Linked DNA regions of Sus scrofa: region 1 is linked to region 2. A link is a contact called in public Hi-C data. All regions are on one chromosome and are shown on one strand. The core of a region is the stretch at or near the end of the contact, and the rest is flanking DNA. Distances in the headings are between cores, read along the strand shown. Region 1 overlaps SPATA6L (spermatogenesis associated 6-like protein). Region 2 overlaps RCL1 (RNA 3'-terminal phosphate cyclase-like protein).

What was found. A called contact is a pair of places that touch in the nucleus more often than the background predicts.
Region 1: a contact with region 2 is called in a Hi-C map of liver, with 6 times the contacts expected there. The contact joins two enhancer-like sites. A contact is called at or near these places in 2 of 47 Hi-C or Micro-C datasets (epiblast stem cells and liver).

What each region holds. Positions count from the first base shown.
Region 1 is chr1:217,346,029-217,348,850 of Sscrofa11.1, forward strand. SPATA6L (spermatogenesis associated 6-like protein) reads left to right here. Exons shown (of 13, transcript XM_021064067.1): 12 at 580-682. The coding sequence ends at 669. Among named protein-coding and RNA genes, the nearest start is that of CDC37L1, 59 kb to the left of the region's middle. Within about 2 kb of position 1,348, at least 6 of the 83 cell types and tissues checked have an H3K27ac peak or open chromatin away from gene starts, as enhancers often do. A contact at or near this core is called in liver, where this site is marked.
Region 2 is chr1:217,146,344-217,149,190 of Sscrofa11.1, forward strand. All of the region lies in intron 8 of RCL1 (RNA 3'-terminal phosphate cyclase-like protein), which reads right to left. Among named protein-coding and RNA genes, the nearest start is that of MIR101-1, 5.1 kb to the right of the region's middle. Within about 2 kb of position 1,473, at least 24 of the 83 cell types and tissues checked have an H3K27ac peak or open chromatin away from gene starts, as enhancers often do. A contact at or near this core is called in liver, where this site is marked.

The DNA.
Region 1 (2,822 bases), core at 98-2,597, 200 kb after region 2:
CCCTCGTGGTTGGATTTCACCATGCTTTGTAGTTGAATTGGTCATCGTGACTTTTAAATGCTGGCATATCTTAGATTTGTAGGATCATACTTAAAAACGAATATTGATTACTCTCGTCACCAGGATGGTGAATTACCTTATTGCCACTCTGCAAAGTCATTTGCTTTACTTTGTTAATTCTCAATCGTTTCAGTAAGGGAATCCCTGTAAAATGTAAAAAGAAAGGAAGGGAGGGAGGAGGAAGGGAGAGTGGGAGTGAGGAAGAGAGAGGAAAGAAAGAAGAAAGGAAGAGAGAGGAAAGAAAGAAGAAAGGAAGAGAGAGGAAAGAAAGAAGAAAGGAAGAGAGAGGAAAGAAAGAAAGAAAGGGAGAGAAAAAGAAGGAAGGGAAGGAAGGAAGGAACGAAAGAGGGAGGAAAAAAAGAAATAGTATCTACCTACACACATGTATCATGAACAGAATACATATGGTGTATATGGGATTCATAGGCCTTTAAAATGCAAAACTACACATCTGGATATCATTGGTCTAGATTATATTATGAGTAATCTGATTGCTGGATTTGTTTTTGTTGTACCTAGGAAGACTCCATCTCTGAAGTAAATTATATCCTTGAAAGACCAAGCTACCCTCTGAAGAAATACCCAGTGCATGAGCAGAGATTTTTTTAAGCTGCTGTCCTACGTAAGTAAGCAGCTTAAATGCCTTTTCTTGATTTGTTAAAATAATTTCAGTTTCCATCTGTCAATATGAAGTAACTAGAAGATGTGGTGGACAGAATTTGAGGAGGAGATAAGAACCACATTCTTCCTTCACACGATATAATATTGGTCTGCCAGCAATCTTGCCTCCTCTTATACCCTTCTCTCTCTCTCTCCCCTTACATAATGGCCCCTCTTTCAGCTCCTCGAACACAAGTTCTTTCCTGCTCTGGGGCCTCTGCATGTGCTTTCTGCCTGGAATACTTTTTCTTGATCCTGTTTGGATCTCTTCTGTTTATCCTCAGGTCTCATGACTTTCCATGGCATTCCCTCCTTCTCTGAGGTACATACACCTTTTAGCACCCTGTATTTTTCTTTTGTAAAGTATGACACAGCTTGTTATATTTTTATGTGGGTCAGTTGTTTAAAAATCTGTCCCTTCTACTTGATCAAAAACGTTCCCGAGGTCAGGGCCTCTGTTGTCCTGCTCACTATTTTACAGCCAGCATTACAATGGGATCCCATTTAACCTAGGTGAACTAAACCACGTACCCTAAACAAGAACCTAACTGCCCCCCCCCACTGTCCTGTCACCACCCTTGCATCAGATGACCTTCCACTGTGGTTGGTGCTCAGTAAATATTTTTTGAGTGACTGTTGAATGAGGTGATGAGGCAACTCTCAAATTCAGATATGTGGTAAGAAGTTGGTCACACTGTGGGCTGTCCTCATTTCTCAGGTTTTCTCTTCTTTCCGATCCTACCCAGGCACAAGATAAGAATAGCTCTTCCTTGTTAACTGCTTCCTGAGTGCCAGGAACTAGCCCAAATACTTCACTTGTATTAAATGAGTTAATATTTAATTATCACAACAACCCTACGAACTATGAAGTAGGTCCTATCATGGGTTCCATTTTACAGATAAGGAGAGGTTAGGTACCTTGCTCAAGGTAACATGGTCACTGAACCCAGGTAATCTGGCTTCAGTGACCATGCTTTTAACCATTACATTCCACTGTTCCATACACCTAGAGTATGTACTAGAACCCTGAGGAGAAAGGCCTCTGCGCCCTTTGGAACCCGAGCAGAGCTCATGGATGTTGCTCTTGAATATCCCGCATGAAAGTCCTGTAGTGTTGTATCATGTAGTCCCTCATTCTAGCAACACTGAAATAATTACAGCTCTTTTTAAACAATAAGGGAGTGTGCCACAAGTCACCTTGTCCAGGGATGCCCAGGATTCCCTGCCTTCAGCCAAAGGAATGTGGAGGACAGCTCAGTAATTTCCCATTTTGTAGGCTTCTACCTTAGAACGTTCTGCTTGGTAGATTAAAGGATGATTCTGGGCCACCTAATCGCTGGTCGCCAAAATAGTCATCTGGGCATTTATTAGGTGGTTGTACAGAACACAGCCCACATAATTACCACCTGGGGAACATGACCCACATGATTACCAAATGCCAAATTGTGTTAACTTTCAACATGGCTAACATCAAGTTACATAAAGCCCTGAACCAGCTGATATGTGGGTTGTGATGTAAGGGGTTAGAGAGAAGGTAAGAAAAAAAATTAGTAAATTCTATCTTAGGAAATAGGTTTCCTTTATAACATGAGTTCCCACCCAGTGGTTTGGAATATGTTCATATGCCTTCGCTGAAAGCTCTCCATACCATCTCTTCCAGACCCCATTTGAGTCATGGATTCCTGGTGAGGCTGGGTTCTGAAGGACTGTGTTAGTGAAAGTTTTCATGGTGTAAAGAACCCAGGTGACTTTGGCTCATGTTAAGCAAACGGGGCATTGGATAGAAAGATGTTGAGTTCTTGGTGAATTTAGGGAAGATCCAAACAAGCAGGGTCTAGCAGCTAATAGGGGACAACTAGAGTCACCCCTGTGCACTGAGAAGACAGCCCTGGAGAGGAGCATTTGGGAGAAGACCCAGCAGGTTTCTACTCCTTGTCCCTATCTCCTGGCTGCTTGGACTAGAAACAGTGAATCCAATTGTGTGACTAGGGAGTGTGTGGAAGGTGTTGGAATACATTTATTTCTCTTTATTCAGGATGGTTTGGGCCTTGGTACTTTGGGTATAAAATAGATTATCCTTTGTATATTTTAAGATGGTGAAT
Region 2 (2,847 bases), core at 223-2,722:
CTAGCCTGGGAACTTACATATGCTCTGGGTTCGGCCCTAAAAAGCAAAAAACAAAAACAGATCATAACAAAAGTGTGGGTCAGGATGTGAAGAAATTAGAATCTCCAAACACTCCTTGTAGAAATGTAAATGGGTACCACCACTGTGGAAAACAGTCTGACAGTTTCTCAAAATGTTACACAAGGAGTTACTGCATGTATGATCCAGCAATTCCACTCTTAGGTATATATGTAAGAAAAATAAAAATATTATTTGAGTCTACATGAAACCCATTACAGGGGCAGAAAACAGATTAGTGGTTGCCTGGGGTGGGGCTAGGAGAAGTGAGAGTAAATAGGAACAACTGTGAATGGGCAAAGCGTTTCTTTCTGGGGGTAGTGAAAATGTTCTAAAATAAGACTGTATTTATACAACTTTGTGAATATACTAAAAACCCACTGAACTACACAGTTTAACAGGTGAACTATGTGGCATGAGAATTGTATCTAAAGCTGTTTGAAATAACTGAAGTTTTTTAAAAAAGGAACTAATCCACGCCTTCCACATTCACATAGCTTATACCAAACTAAGTAGAAAGCCCATTGCAATGCATTTTCCACCCTCTCTTGTCTGTGTCCTAGTTACTCTAGTCAAAGGAGGGAAAAGGCAAAAAGGAGAAAAGAAGGCCTGAACCATTCAGTCCATATACCCTGCCTGCCTGAAGTAGGGGCTGAGAGATGAAACTAACTACCCTGGAGAGTAGGGTCCTGGTGACTGCTACATGCTCGGTGAAAAACCCCTCATTTCTTTGCTCTCTCTTCCACCTAGGATCATGCTACATCAGCTCCATCTAAATTTAAAATAATATCCCATTTGCCACCTATTCTACGAAGCCTTCCCTAGCCAATAACCTCTCTGGATTTCCATAGCATTCTTGGCTCTGCTTTTGGAGTCTAATGAAGCAGGCATATACAGCTGTCTCAGAACTGTTCCCTCCTTCCTCTTGGTAAATTATTTACGTACCTCCAGGGCAATGACCTTAACCCATTATACCTGCTAGGCACTATATATGGCACTCAACAACAGGGTGCCCAAGAAAATCTGGGAGTTAGGGCTACTTTTGAGAAATGATTTCAACATTCTTCGCAATTAAGGGAAGTCGATTCATCCCCTTCTGGATTTCCCATTTTACTAACCAACTAAAATTTTCAGGTTTTTGCTCTTTGTTCCAGCCTCACAACCTTCCCAACTCTGCCCTAGGGAAAAAAGAAAACAAACACACCAAACCCACAGATAAACAGTCCACATCTGAAGGTAAAGCTTCCAGCTGGCAGCCACGCAGGAAAAGCCAGCCATCTCACCCACTCGTCTGCATTCTAAGGAAGAAAACAGCCCGTTCCCTCTTGCTGCTACCTCAGTTCTAACAGAGGCCAGAGACACGCTCTGTTCCCTGAGTCTGCCCAGCCTACTTCACTCTGAATCGTTCAACTGTGCTGGGAAAACCAGACACCCTCCCCAGCTGGCAGAATTCCTAAGAGGCTGGGCCTGCTTCTGATCTCTGCAAGAAGGAGAGGAGAAACACAGGCTTGAGTGTGCAGACCTGTGTATTTGCAGCTTTGGGTATTTGTAGCCTTTGGAATCGTCAGAAAAAGCAGTCAGTTCCACTTTTTACATAATGTTCTGCCAAGCCCAAGCCTTCAGCCTGTCTGAGGCAGAGTGGGTAAGGGACTGGATGAAGGTACGTTTCATGATGCCCTCCCACCTCCAGCCCATCCTCCCCATCCTGTCCTGTAGCTGGGACATCAACAAGCAAACACGCTCAGAAGCTGAGGAATAACTGCAGACAATATTAAATCCTAACACCCTCCTTAAGAAAATGAAAACCAAATAGAATAAGCTTGCCCACATCTATATGCAGGTGAACAAAGTCATGTACAGTGCCAGTCCACCTCCTTCTCCACTGCCCCACAGCTCTGCACAGCCACAGCTGCATGCTGGCCCCATGAGGCACCACCCCCCTTCCCTTTCCTTCCAAATACCATACAGCAGATCTACACTGTCTAGACACAACAGCACGCCACAGAGCCACGCAGAAGAGACACCCACAAGACACAGAGGGCAACTCCACTCCTCCAAAGAGATAACTTCCCGCAGTGTGACTGGCAGCTTTTCAGACAAACCATTTTAGGCAAAGGGATTATGTATGTAGCACTGAACTCCTGACTTAGAGAAGTGTCCACAGTGCGCTTTTTTGACTCCCCCACTACCCTGGCAGAACAAAGTGATTTATTTTCAGAAAAACAAAACACCAATAACCTACTTTTCATGAAAGCCTCCAGTCCATCTGACAAGCAGGTTTCAGAGAATTCTGGAGCACAGAGGTGATTTTTCCTGTGTATTTTCCAAGAGCAGGTTGTTCCCACCACCACTGTGGGTCAATAGGTGAAGGCCACTGGGCTCACGGTCATCAGCCCATTGGATCCCAACTGCCTGGAACTTGCCAGGTTGCCTGGCCCTGTCCCTTAAAACACAGCCACTCCAACTAGGCCTCCAATCTGAAGCCTGCAAGAGAGTGGAAGTAAAAGGGATCCCGGGTGGGCACTGTCAGCTCTACAGACACAAACCATGTCAGAGGGTCCCTCCTCCTGCTCCACCAAGCCACGAGGACACTGGGGTTACCAACCTCACAGGTCTAAGGAGCTGCTCTGCAAGTTGAGGAAATGGAAGATCTGAAGGTGGGAAAAGAAATGTGCTCAATAGGGGCCTCCCATAGCCATTACACAGCAGCTTTTAAACATACTGGAGGTACGTTTTCTGCCAAAGAGCAGCTTTCCCAAAGCCCAGCTGATCTCTGCTCCAAGAATGAAG